2 separate regions of the Lactuca sativa genome follow, and region 1 is linked to region 2. Evidence: chromatin contacts called from public Hi-C data. All regions are on one chromosome and are shown on one strand. The core of a region is the stretch at or near the end of the contact, and the rest is flanking DNA. Distances in the headings are between cores, read along the strand shown.

Region 1 (7,254 bases), core at 2,479-4,978, 140 kb before region 2:
CACTTGTCATTTTTTGGGAATTTGTATTTTTTTTAAAATAAAATTTCATATAAGGAAAGAGAATCATTCTATTAATTTGATAATAAAGTTTCATAAATGCTCTAAAGAATATCTGATTTCTTTTATAAATGTTCCAAAAAATTACATTATGCTATATAAAAGTATTATTTTATAAAATATTTAATGTTTAAATATTTATATTAATTTTTTATTTTAATAAACCCGTATAATACATGGGTCTCACACCTAGTGTTTTCTAAAATATGTTTTGTAACCTACTTAAAGTATGTTTATTATTCAGAATACCGGTGTGTGTAATTTTATAAAAAAACATAGAATATTTGTATAATTTTTATTTAACACACAACTTTTAATAACGAGTAATTAAATAAGAAAAAGGAAAAACGAAAACAATTTTTTTACATAATAATCACATAATACCTTATGTGATTAAAAAAATATTAATAAACGAAAACAAAAGAAAACGAAAAACAAAAAAAAAAAATGAAAAAAACCAAGATCCGCAGAGGTGTTTATGGTTCCACAGAACCCCCTCTGCGGAACCTGTGGTCATTTTCTAAAATCTTCATTTTTTTTTGTCATTTTCTTCAAACTCACTTTATATTTTGGTCATTTGCCAAATTTTCTCATATATATATATATATATATATATATATATATATATATATATATATATATATATATATATATATATATATATATATATATATATATATATATTACTCATATTCCGTCGACCCGGTAAGCCAAAGTATTTTGCGGTAAAAATAAATGTTTGATTAAGAATGATTCCCCATTCTTAACATTTTTATTTTTTCAATTGATATTACATCTCTCTCTCTCTCTCCCTATAATAATAATAATAATAATAATAATAATAATAATAATAATAATAATAATAAATTTAATTATTTTTTAATCAATCTGCCCCACAAGGCCACAACCCTATATCTCACCTAACATTGTGTTCTTTGAAAGAAACATACTTCACAAGGAAAAAAAAAAGTAGAGGAGGGCCAGATCATTTTAATGCAGCCTAATTAGTATTTTTTTAATAAATAAAAATATAACAATAAATACTTATTATTAGAAGATTAAGTATAAGAATAAGTTTATTGTTTCTAGAGGTTTTATAATGTGCTAAAAGGACTTAGGACATGGCCTAGGTGGTTCCAAGATGAAATAATTAGACTGTGATGTTATTTTTGGCTTTTCCTACAAGATGAAACTGTTGTTCTTTTAATGTTATTTATTTATTTATTTATATTTATTATTTTTATCATTCCTAAATGTCGAAACCTTTCAAATATTGATTATGATCATAAACAATCCTCCTTTTAGAGCATCGTTTCAACGTCTAACGTTTTTAGTCCTCAATGTTTAACAACCTTTTGTTTTACATAAACAAGATGAATCTTAGTGATTCCACAAGTCATATATTTAATCCTTATATAATACATTAATTTCTCCAAAAAATAAAGAAAATCCAAACAAATTCAACTACTCCCAATTACAATATTAAATAATCAATACACAACCCGAATTGTTGAATAAAAATCATATAACACGAGTCATCAATTCTTGTTCTCTATGTTTGTACTATCTCTATGTTGCATCCCTAAGTTGACTCACCAAACCAAAACATCTTCAAAAGTATAAATGACTATTTTGCCCTTTGGTCTTTGGACAACATACAACAACCATATCAACTGAAAATAGTTATTACAATGCAATTGCTTGTGGATAAGTAGCACTAACTTCCATTCTCAATGACCCCCAAACATTTTTACATTCTTCCCATTTTGCCCTCATGCCTACAAGGAACACCTCTGCCCACACTTCATTATCCCCATCTATGCTCAGATCATAAGGTACAGAAAAACTGTTTCCACCAAAAATATATAAACAACAATAAACAATGAACCAAAAAAAAAATTGAAAATAGTTAAAAAGATTCTTACCTCATTAATTCTTCTTCTGAAGGTTTTTTACTGGAGCTACTGTTCCTAAAGTTTAATAATAATATACACCAAAGTTAAAACTAGAGCATAAAGTTTGCAACTTTACATAATATAAGGGGTAAAATAGACCAGAAATTAAAAACCTTTGGACAAAAATGTTAAAAAGATGTAGTGATTTGGTGGAAAGATTATATACAGCATCTTCTATATGATCCTTCCCAAAAATATACACCACTGGGTAACCAAGAAGCCACCTGTAACAAAAATGTAAAATGACATAAAAGGACATACAAGGGTATACAAAGGGAACTGAGCATATAAGGGTATATTTGGAAAAGAAACATGATTTCTTCATCCCTTTGTAATACTACATCTCATTCCATATTTGATTACTGCTTACCAAACACAAACACTACCTTAGCCTTTTATTAAGAATCATGCTACTAGAAGGGTATAATCGTCAAATATAATTCTAATATTTCAAGACAGATGTTGAAGGTGGATGAATTAATTACCCATTTAGAGTTGGCAAAGTGATGAGAGTATCTTGCATAAAATGAGTGAGATCAATGAAGTCAGAAACATCATTATTTGTTATTACATCAGTAGAAAAGAATGATGAAAACAGCTTCTGAAGTGATATGAATTGTGCTCCTATAGAACTCGTTTCAACCTCAGGTATCATCTGGATTAATTGATTTAAAATAAGAAATTGGAAAATAAATACAACTTTGTGAATTATATTTTTAAGTTTTAACCTTTGGTGGATCATGTTCAAGGTCAACAAAATGCAGGTTGACTTCTTTGTTTATTGTTGATTTCATAAAATCTGCAATCGCTTTGACATGTATTAGATATATCATATCTTCAATAACCATGACTCTCAAGTTTTCAAAGATAGAAGACTCCTGCATTCAAAAACCACAAGAAACAATAGTTAAAAACATCTCTGAAACTTGAAAAGCTGAGTTTCTGACAATAATGCAGAGATGTTATAATATCGATTCAAGATATAAGTTGTAATGAAACCTCTTTGTTAAGCTTTAGAAATGAACATAGTCTTTCTCTCAATTCAGGCATCTTTCCACCATAGTCTATCATTATTACTGGTCTCATTCCAGTGCATAATGCCAGGATATCTGCCGAAATATACATGTAAGCAAATGTTGCTATCAGTTCATTGACAACAAGTTGCTGTTATTGAGTTTGATCCAGAATATTAACCCTATTTCTCATTATTGGGGTATTTTAGCGAATGTTGAAGTAGTGCTATGAATTATAGTTCTAACAATTGTATCATGGTTTGAACTTTTTTCATGATCGTGAAAGATAATTGCTCAATTAGGGTTCCTAAAACCGAAAAAAACATAAGTAAGAGTAAAAACAGCAGATACGATTGCGAATATATATATTATTGTATTTCTAAGGGAAGCATGAAGGGGTTATAACCTGTCTCAAGACGACGTTTTGATGAAGCTCTGAGACGCCAGTTAGTTCGAGAAAGTGAAAAATCGAGTACCCTTAAGACCTCTGATATATCTACCTCCATTGCAGAAGAAAAGAGTGTCGATCAGCTGAATAATAATCTTTTAGGTGCTTACTGATACCATATATCAGGACTTACAACTCTGAATGACTAGTTTTCATTGTAAAACACAAAATGTGAAAACCTAGTTGGGGAAGGATTAATTGGGTTTGTTTTCAAAGAAAGTGTAACCCTACAAACTCTACTATTTTGTTTTAGTAGTGTAGGTTTATGCCACAAAATGTGAAATTATATATACAAGTTTGTTGTGTTTTAGTTTTTTTGTTTTTTTTGGGTTAATCATTTACCATTATATTACCTTATAATTGCATTTGACCCCATCATTTAGCTATGAATTACCCTCAATATTTTTATGTTCCCATTTGCTATTATTTTTTTGAAAATTGTGGTAACATTCGTTTTTAGTATTTTTTATATAAAACCGATCGTTATAAAAATTATAAATAATTATATATTTTATATAATTCAAGAATATATTATGTATTACTTTAAGAAAACATAACTATACAAGTATTTAAAGGTAGGTCATCTCATAATTCAAATAATTGGCACTTAAATCAAGTTTTGTTATTAAATAAAAGTGTATACTCTTATTTATAAAATGATATGTAAAAATATATTCATTTTTACTTGAAACAATCTAAATGAAAGTTGTAATACTCCTCAATAGCTACGCATAAATATATAGAACGTCGAAAAAGGAGCTCGTATGAAGAACTTGCGGATTTATAAAGTTGGGATATAAAAATGCGCCATTTAGCCGGCAGCCGGACCACCAGACACTCCGGCAGCGCGTGGCGGCAAGTGGGGGTGAGTGGTCGGTGCCAAATGAAAGCTAACATCATTTTCCTTTAAGAAAAGTTGGTTTCCACTCCGTATATTGTGTGAGCTAGTGCCAGTAATCGATTGAACACACTGGAAGGCAATTATGAATCCCACTTATTTCATTCCTATACATACTATATATGTATGTGTAGATCTTGGAAGAAAGAACACATACTACTAAAATCCAGCCAAGAACTACTTTTGTATACTTATACTTTCTAATAGTATATTATTCACTCAAATACGTGTATAATACGAGGTTCACATTAGGAGAATATATCAACGTTTTAGTAGTTTGTGATTGATGTTTTGCAAAACATATGAGTTATCTCACTATATTATGTATTTTAATATGTGTTTATGTATGTTATGTGTATCTATGTGTATATATGTTATTATATTCATAGTAGTGTAGGGGTTGTTGGCGGAACGACAGTTGAGTCGGGAGCCTATAGACCCGAGTGTTAACGACGAAATGGCAAGTAGGCCTTAAGTCGAAATACACTTATTAATGGTGGAACGACCAACGTATGGGAGTCATTTGTTTGTATGCATGTATATGTATTGTGGTATATGATATATTGGGGAATTCACTAAACTTTATGCTTACCCAGTGGAATATAAATATTTTTCAGGTACTTCTTCAAATAAAGTGAAGGCCATTGCATGACTGTACACACACATCGGCATATAAAACTTTCGTTGTTTTATTTATTTTGGAATAAATGTATTTGTTTTCAAAATGACTGTTAAACTATGTTTTATTTAAATGTGTGAAATGGTTTTTTATTTACAATAATGATTTTTTTTGTATTGGAAATTTGGGGACGTCACAATTTTTCATTTTAGTCATTGACCAGTCACACATAGGTATTTTAAAACGAAATAACTTAGAATGAAAGAGAAAAAAACGAAGGCAAGAGTCAAAATTGCGACTTCTTCTTGAGGACGGGGCATATTAGCCAGTAAGTCAATGAGTCTTTTTTCGTATTATTAGTGTTTGTTGTATTTAATGTACACATGTCATTAGAAATAACAAATTATTTCTTAGATGAGTTACAAATGAATTAACAATTTTGATTAACTTAAATATTAGTATGCCATATTGTTTATTAGATGTAACGGACTCAAGACTTACACTAAGTTTTCTTTCATTTTAAAATACATGTGTACATTAAATACAACAACACTTATAATACAAAAAAGAGAGTTATTGACTTACTAATTAACATGCACCGCCCCTCAAGGAGAAGTAGCAGTTTCGACTCTTTAGAAATATTTTGTTTCTCAACAAATATGTCATTAGAAATAGTCAATTGTTTCTTAGATGAGTTATGAATCAATTAACAATTTTGATTGACTCAAAGATTAGCACGTCATATTGTTTATTAGATGTCACATACTCAAGACTTACACTAGGTAGTTTTCCTTCATTTTAAAATATATGTGCACATTAAAATACAACAAACACTGATAATATAAAAAAAAAAAAGAGTCATTGACTTAGTAGCTAACACGCTCCGCCCCTCAAAGAGAAGTCGTAGTTTCGACTCTTGCATTTGTCTTTTTCTTTTTTTCATTTTAAGATGCTACGTTTTAAAATATCTATTCGTGACTGGACAATGAATAAAATGAAAAAAAAAATTCTAAAAAATAATGTCAGATGGGGAACAAAAAGATGTTGGGCTAAATGCAAACTTATACGTAAATATTAGGGATAAATGCAAATTTATACGTAAATGTTAGGGCTACATGTAACCGGAAAAAAAATGTCAAACCGACACGTCATCATGACCTGTAGGTGACCGGCTAAGGAACCGAAAATTAAACGGTTTTTAAAATATAATGACAAATGAGGAACAAAAAATAAAGTTGGGGATAAAAGAAAACAAGATTATATATAATAGCTTTTGTAACATAAACCCAAAATTTTATTTTAGACAAAATTTAACAAATGGTCTTTTTGGTTAAAAACATTTCTTGGATTTTTTTGAAACTTTTTTTTCATGAATGGTCTTCAACTATGAATTTTGTAACTTTACAGCCTTACAGGTCCTTATGACTAATATCATTAGTTTTATGGTAAGTCCAATACGAAAAGACCTTTTTACCCTTTTTATTGTAGACCCCTCTCTCTCTCTCTCTCTCTCTCTCTCTCTCTCTCGCGCGCTTTAATGTGTCCACCACCAAAACCGCCCAAATCATGGACAAGTTCCAACCAAATAGCACCAAGGCTGAATGCCAGTTGTAGTGGTTGTTGTGAAGCAGAGGGATCTAGTTATGGTTCAGGTTCTGGATCATCCTCCTCGTCGACGGCAATGTCTCCGATGATAGGACAATTTCCTATCTAAGAAACATGTGGCCTCATTTACAGTCAAGGCCAACGAGAACCAGAAAGAGAGGACATGCATCGTTGGACCACCGTCATCGCTTGCTTTCAAAAGACCTATAACTCTCCTCCAAGGGCTTGCTCATTCACCGACCACCAACAAAAACCTATCAATTCAAGGGTTTGCTCTGATTCCAAACGTTTTGACCACACCGCCGTCGTCACCCTCCTTCTACTCCCTTGTTCTTCACACCACCACCACCACATGCAACAACCAAAGGTCACCGACCTCAACATGATGACGAAAATCCCTAAATAGAAATACCTCCTCGTATAATTACAATAACCCACCATAAAGGTCATCTTCACAAGGCTAATTTGACTCATCCCCTCCACCATCACTATCAAAACCATATAAGATGACTGTTGGATCTATATGTTCAATAATCATTATTGAATGATGTTGCTAATAACATATGATCCTATAGGTTCACACCTTTATCAAGTTGGAACATTTAGAATGTTTATTATTAATACGATTATTAATAAATAAAATCAACTCTTGTATTTAA
Region 2 (6,993 bases), core at 1,068-3,567:
TCTAATATGTAATATGTATAATCTAATGAATTGAGATTTCACAACCCAATAAAACATGCTGAGTAAATGGATTTACTTCGTCTTAAATAAACAAATTAAATATGTTTTAACCCATTTTATTTTTAAAATACAAGTAAAACAAAGAGCTAACACAAAGTTAAATAGGATATAAAGCCGAATAAAAAGTATATATAAAAAATTAATATAAAATCAAATACAAACGAGTTGACAAATTAAAATCAAATTGAACATTTTAACATCCTTCAATACGTTTTCACCAAATGGGTTAAATAAATTGACCCATTTAAATTAAAAAAAATTGAAAATCTTCACCCATCCTATTAAGTTTGACTTCAGTTCAAGTTAAGTTAATGTCTTTTAAGTCACGTTTTTCCGTTATTAAGTAGTTAAAATATATAAAACACACACACACACACACACACACATATATATATATATATATATATATATATATATATATATATATATATATATATATATATATATATATCCGTTATGGTTTAGGTTCTATGGAAAAAAAAGAAACCCTAAAAATCATAAAAATACATAAAAAATACTTAGACATCACAAATCTTTTTTCTTTTTTTTTTTGATTTTATATTATGAATTTTCGCAGCTTTTTCTTTATTTTCGCTGAAATTTAAAAAAAAAACCAAAAAAAAATATCGAATTTTTTTTTTCAGCGATTTTTTAAATAAACCTGCGATTTTTAGGTAAAAAATGTCAAAAAAAAATATTTGTGATCTCTAAGTATTTTTTTATGTATTTTTATGATTTTTAGGGTTTTTTCAGGGTTTTTTTTTTTTTGTTTTCCTATAACCCTTCCCATATATATATATATATATATATATATATATATATATATATATATATATATATATATATATATATATATATATGTATATATGGATGAGGTTAAATATAAAATCATTATTAACAATGAATCAAACAAATAATAGTGAGCATAAAAAATCGTAATGATCAACGACTAAGGGAATGATTGTACATACACTTGATTATACCAAAACAATCACATTTAAAAAAAAACAGAATATACCGTTGTTCACAAATTTTCGTCCTCTTTTCATAGAGATCCATGTTGATAAATAAAAGACATTTTTTTTCGAAAAAAACTCATTTCGTTTTGTTGTTTATTTTTTCAATATTTAGGTTTATTTTTATCAAAAAAAAAAAAATACTAGCTATACAAAAAATATCAATTTTTTGTCATCTATTAACAAACATCAACATCGATTAAAAAAAACTCTCAGTTCAGATTTACACTGTAAATATAAACTGTAAATATTTTAATTTTAACATTCACAATGTGAATCCGAGTTATTATTTTACCTATTTGACCATTCACAAATTAATTTAATGAAATTTACATATGAATTGAAATATATTTCAATTTAATTTTATAATATTTTAACGTTTTGATTACTTATAAGTTAGTTTTGTAAAATCAACAAATTGATTTATTTAAATTGAGAATCTGACATATTTTTGTGAAACCGTGAAATCATTTTTTTTCTAGTTAAATATTACAATATTCTATTGTTTGTTAAAATATAATATATGTAATATTTAATATTCTAAAACAATATTATTATCATATTTTATATTGAAATATTATTAAAACATATAGGGCGTGTTCGGCACAAAGCATTTGAGAGTTTCTAGCTTTTAGTGTTTGACAAAACGCTCCGTTTTGAACAGAAAGCCGCGTTCGGCACTACAATCTTCTAGCGTTTAGTTGAAACAAAACGCTTCAAATCCAAATGCTACTTCATGTAACGTTTAACAAAACGCTACAAGCTACCCGCTATCTGCTACAAGTCACCAGCTACCAGCTAATTTTGCCGAACACGTCCGTAGTATTAGAATATTACATATATTATATTTTTACGAGCATTACAATATTAGAATATTTCAGTAAAAAAATTAGTCTTACGGTCTCACAAAATTAGATGTCTCAAATAAACTATATATATATATATATATATATATATATATATATATATATATATATATATATATATATATATATATATATATATATATATATATATATATATATATATATATATATATATATATATATATATATATATATATATATGAGAGAAAGGAAGACATACCTGTGAATATGAGTAGATTAATGAACAGGCCAAGTAGCAAGAGTTGTGGTGCCATTGCCATAAGTTCAGTTTATGGAATTTGTCATTGACATCTAAACTATATATAGACTTTAGTCACAGGAGGGGTGGATGTGTTTCATTATATTATTATTATTATTATTATTAATATTTTCTTTTGTAGTTTTTCTTGTTTCAGTTTGATAAAGACATTTAAACTTTTCATATGCCAAATATATTCAGATATGTTTGTTTATTTTTATGATTATGATACAGTGTTTCATTTTGTCTATATACTATAGACAACAATGCAAAATTGGTCCTTGTTTTTTTTTCAAAAACGATAAATAAAGTAAAAAAAGTTTTTAACTTGTATTAAAGGTTTATACTCAAAAAATTCCTTTGGTTTTATTCCTAATAATTTTAAAAAGACTATTGCCTTTTTTGTTTATTTTTCCATTATTTTATTGAATTCAATATTTCAACAATAATTCAAAAAGAAAAGAACAATATCCTACCCCACCACTACTAGAAACCTAACATTCTGCGACGAAATTAGCGACAGAATCTGTAGCTAATTAGCGAATGTTTTCCGAGGGATCAACTATGGATTTCACAAAATCCTTCAACTCAATTAGTTTTAGAAATTCAGTGATGGGTTATTGAGGGCTCAGCGACGGATTGATCTAACTTTTTCTACAAAAAGAAATCCCTTGCTAATCTGTCGCAAGTTAACAAATTTTTAGCTAGGGAACAACGACAGATTTCTTAAAAACACGAGTTTTTTTTATTGGGCCTCGTCAATCCATCGCTGAAAGGCCCACACTTTTTTTTTCTCTCATTCCGCTCACTTTTCTTTTACGTTCACTCATTTTAATTTCATTCCGTCTGAAAGCCCTAAACACGATTTCCTCCCAAAGCCCTAAATCACAACGCATTGACTCAATTCCATCCTACGCCATGGAAATCACCTCCACCACTGTCCACCTGCATCGCCTCTTTTACCTGTATCGCCTCTCACGAAAGTTTACTTGAAGCAACGACGAAGAACATCCGCGTGGCTTTCCTCTCGGTCTGTCTCCCTTCCTCGTTGACTCGTGGTTTCCCGCCAACGCCTTTTGATCTGTTGGTTGCTAGAAAACTATGGTGGTCATTCAAGCTCTTATTCTTACAAATCCGATTAACTTCGAGGTAAATTTGAACTTTTGTGGATGAATTGCATAATTTTAGGCCATTGTTATGTGTTATATGTGTTAGATGATAGTACTAGCTGTGAATTGATGTTACAATTGATGAAATTTGAATAAATTTGAGGTAATTTTGGATGAAATTGCTATGAATATAATTTAGGTGTCACAGAAGAATGTGTCACTCCTTGAAAGGGTAAAAGTCTATCCCCTGTCAATTGAAGTCTTAATTCTATTGATTAAAATAATAGTGTTATATAGCCTAACACTTTATATGATTAGATATTTGCTTGTGTCATCAAGTATTGTAATTTTGTAACTTCGTTTCTTATAAACATTCCATTCGATTTTTAGTTTTGTTATTCCTGATTTCCTGGCATCCCTAGTCGCTGCTAGAGTTGGAAGGGCTTTCTCTTCTAGTTTTCGCTCATCGTGAGTTCGTGGTGTTGCTGATGAATTATGATACTCTTATGAACAGAGTGAGGTAGTATTTTGATTTGCTATTTGTTTGTTCAGTTACATCGAGTTTGTGATTTGGATTTGGATTTGGCATCATCTTTTGTGAGTAGTTGTCTGTATCTATGATTGAGATTGATTTCTCTCTTTTCTTCCAACCATAGTGAGTTTTTTTCTTGATTATCATGATGATGAATAAAAATTCTTTTTACATGCATATGTACTTTTATACATAGTTTGATCACGCTTATTTGTCAATGCATATTTTAGGTTTTTGGATTTTGGGTCGCGAGTGAGGATAAAAGGGAGCTGGTGGAAACTTTATCAATCACCATTGTAGGTTTCATCGTTTTCGATAGGGAACAAAAGCAAGGAGTTCTCGGTTATATATTTGGTCAGTACTTTCACATTACTTAAATCTAACTAAAATGATTTTGAAGCTACGAATCTTGACTGTTAGTATCAAAGAAACATCTCTGATTGCAAAAACAAAACATTTTTGCCTAAATTTTGCCTTACATTGTTGTTTTAATGCTAAAATTAAACACATAAAGCACCTCTTTATTCAAGATTTTTCAAAGTATATTTGTTTTCTCAAGCATAGTGTCATTCAATGGTTACAAAAGCAACTCAGTCGCTAAATCTTAAAGGATACCATTTGTAACAGTTGTTCTACAAGGTTTCATGAAGCAATCAAAAGATCCTGTTGAAGTAGCATTTGAGGAATTAGATGAATCCTTGGTTGATTCCCCTGACACTCATGATGAGATTGTGGCGCAAACTCTATCATATAAACCAAATATCAACTCCCAAAAAGATGATTTGGAAAGCAGTATTCATCCTTTAAACCAACCAAAATCAAGATTCAGGTTGACCTCAACTTCAGCAGCCATCCCAACCAATCAAAAGAGCAAAGAAGATGACGATGAGTAAGAAGAGGCAAACATGGATGTTGAACTTGGAAAATTCCCATCTACAGGAGACCCCGACAAAATGGCCAAAATGCAGTAAGTTTACATATATGTCCTTCAAAGTCATTTTTAACATCAGGAATAATAATATAAGTTTTTATATACATGTTCCAGGTCAATATTATCACAGTTCACTGAGGAACAAATGAGTAGGTATGAATCTTTCAAAAGATCTGAATTTCATAAATTAAACATGAAAAGGGTATTTTTTTCTCTGTAATTGAAAAATGAGTATGAACACATGAAGCCTAATAATCCTTCTTTATATAGTTATTAGCCAGCATTACTGGAAGTGCCAAGATTTCAATGCCAATGACTATTGTCGTATCCGGGATATTTGTTGGTGAACTTGTTAAGATAGGTACACTATACACTGTGTTTGACATGCATTGGATAAGGATAGAGACTGATGTCAATTTGACAAAAGTTACAATCTTTTGTGCAAATGACATGATTGCCCTTGTCATTGTTAATGATTGTAAATAAAAAATGAATTGTGATATTTGCAGCGAGGGTAGTGATGACAGAGAGAAAGGAGACAGGGCCAATAAGGCCGTGTCACAAAATCTATCTAACATCTTATATTCATGTTTTAAATGTAAGTTGTGTATGAACACAGGAAGTATGCGGGGAGATGGATATTAAAGATGTGGAAATTGAGGCTAAACATCAACAAATGTGAAAGTTGTGGTAATAAATAATGTTAATTATTTTTAAATAGTTTAAGTGAATGAAAAATACTAAAAAGAGTTAACAGTGTAGGCATTTGCTGATGAGATTGGGATTCCATTCCTTGAAACAAGTGCTAAAAGTTCCACCAATGTGGAAAAAGCTTTTATGGCTATGAGTGCTGAAATTAAAAACAGGTTTTTTATTTCATTTCTTTATAATCATAAAAATTAAAAAGAAAATAACAATCATAACAAGAGTAAAGTATGTTGCTATTTCTTGCAATTTGCACATATAAAATTTGGTGAATTATATCTAGGATGGCAAGTCAACCATCAGTGAACAATGCTAGACCTCTTACTTTTCAGATCCGAGGTCATCCATTATTTCTTTTTTAATTTCCATGAATAATTTTGATAAGTAGTCTCTTAATTTATCCTAAACCTGTTTCAGCCGATGAACGTGTGCATCCTCTGGGGAAGAATGGAAAAGACCTTTGATCAGCTGTTAGGGACATGTAAGTTTAATTTCTAATCCAATAGATTGTAGTTAATTTTTTATGCCCGATCTTATAATTGATTCCATGCAGTAAAAGAGGCATCAACAAGAAAGTTCTTAAAGTTCCTTTAATAGAACATAAGGTAACTTTCTTCCTTTCTTCCCCCTTTATCATTTATATTTTTTAAACCATTTACCTCAAATTTGTATATAGTGAATTCTCTATGTGTTGACCAAGGTTTGACTGCTCTTTAATGTTGTAACTCTATCTTCAAATTATGGGAAAATCTTTTTTTAATGATTATTTTATCTTTTTTATGTGTTTAGACATTGTCCAAGGTTCAATATATATGCTGCCAACTAGGACAAGTGAGTACTTTAAAGATTCATTATGTTACCTTTTATTCCCTTCGTTTGTCCATTCCATTCCGTCTGACCACATGTTGGGTGTATTTGTAACTCAAAATTTTAGTTGATGTCAACTGCATTTGTGCTGATAAAGGCAGTTGCATGAAATCAGAGAAGGGCCCATGTCAAGACCAATTTGATGTTTATTATCATTTACATTTTAGTTGGAATCGAAATTTAATTCCTTTCCAGTCCTACATTTGGTTTCAAATGAGTAGACACTAATCTCCTTTTCATCAACAGAAAAGCATTGCTTCCATCAAAGACCCTGAATCTAACAAAAAACAAGAAGACATCAAGCAACCAAGTCTCCTTCCATTGCAGGAAAAACTAAGTCGAAATTGGTTCTCCTAATTCCGTGGGATTGAATGGGAATTGGAATCCAATTCCATTATGATCATTCTTTTGGATGCAAGATATCAAGCAACGAAGGTGTATGCGGAAATGCAAAATAGGAGAGGAAATTTAGAATTATAGTACATTACTTTGAAATCAAATATCAATCAATGTTAAACTTTGATATTTGATGTTTATGGATGTTTTGGTAAACTTTGATTGTTAGATTCTTTTGGTATTTTATTGTTAAAGTTTTGTTTTAGATTGCATAATTATTGGATGTTTTTGGTATTTAAATGTTAATATTTG

Evidence for each region. Hi-C and Micro-C count contacts between places; a contact is called where the count stands out from the background.
Region 1: a contact with region 2 is called in a Hi-C map of seed, with 4 times the contacts expected there. The contact joins the promoter of LOC111899389 here to the promoter of LOC111899382 in region 2. A contact is called at or near these places in 2 of 4 Hi-C or Micro-C datasets (leaf and seed).

The regions. Positions count from the first base shown.
Region 1 is chr1:99,840,853-99,848,106 of Lsat_Salinas_v11, reverse strand. It overlaps LOC111899389, which reads right to left and starts at 3,728. Exons shown (of 7, transcript XM_023895231.2): 1 at 3,432-3,728; 2 at 3,012-3,121; 3 at 2,741-2,890; 4 at 2,498-2,667; 5 at 2,126-2,236; 6 at 1,983-2,027; 7 at 1,498-1,903. The coding sequence starts at 3,531. The coding sequence ends at 1,744.
Region 2 is chr1:99,696,491-99,703,483 of Lsat_Salinas_v11, reverse strand. LOC111899382 (glucan endo-1,3-beta-glucosidase, acidic) reads right to left here and starts at 2,317. Exons shown (of 2, transcript XM_052771753.1): 1 at 2,163-2,317. The coding sequence starts at 2,223. It also overlaps the pseudogene LOC111899446.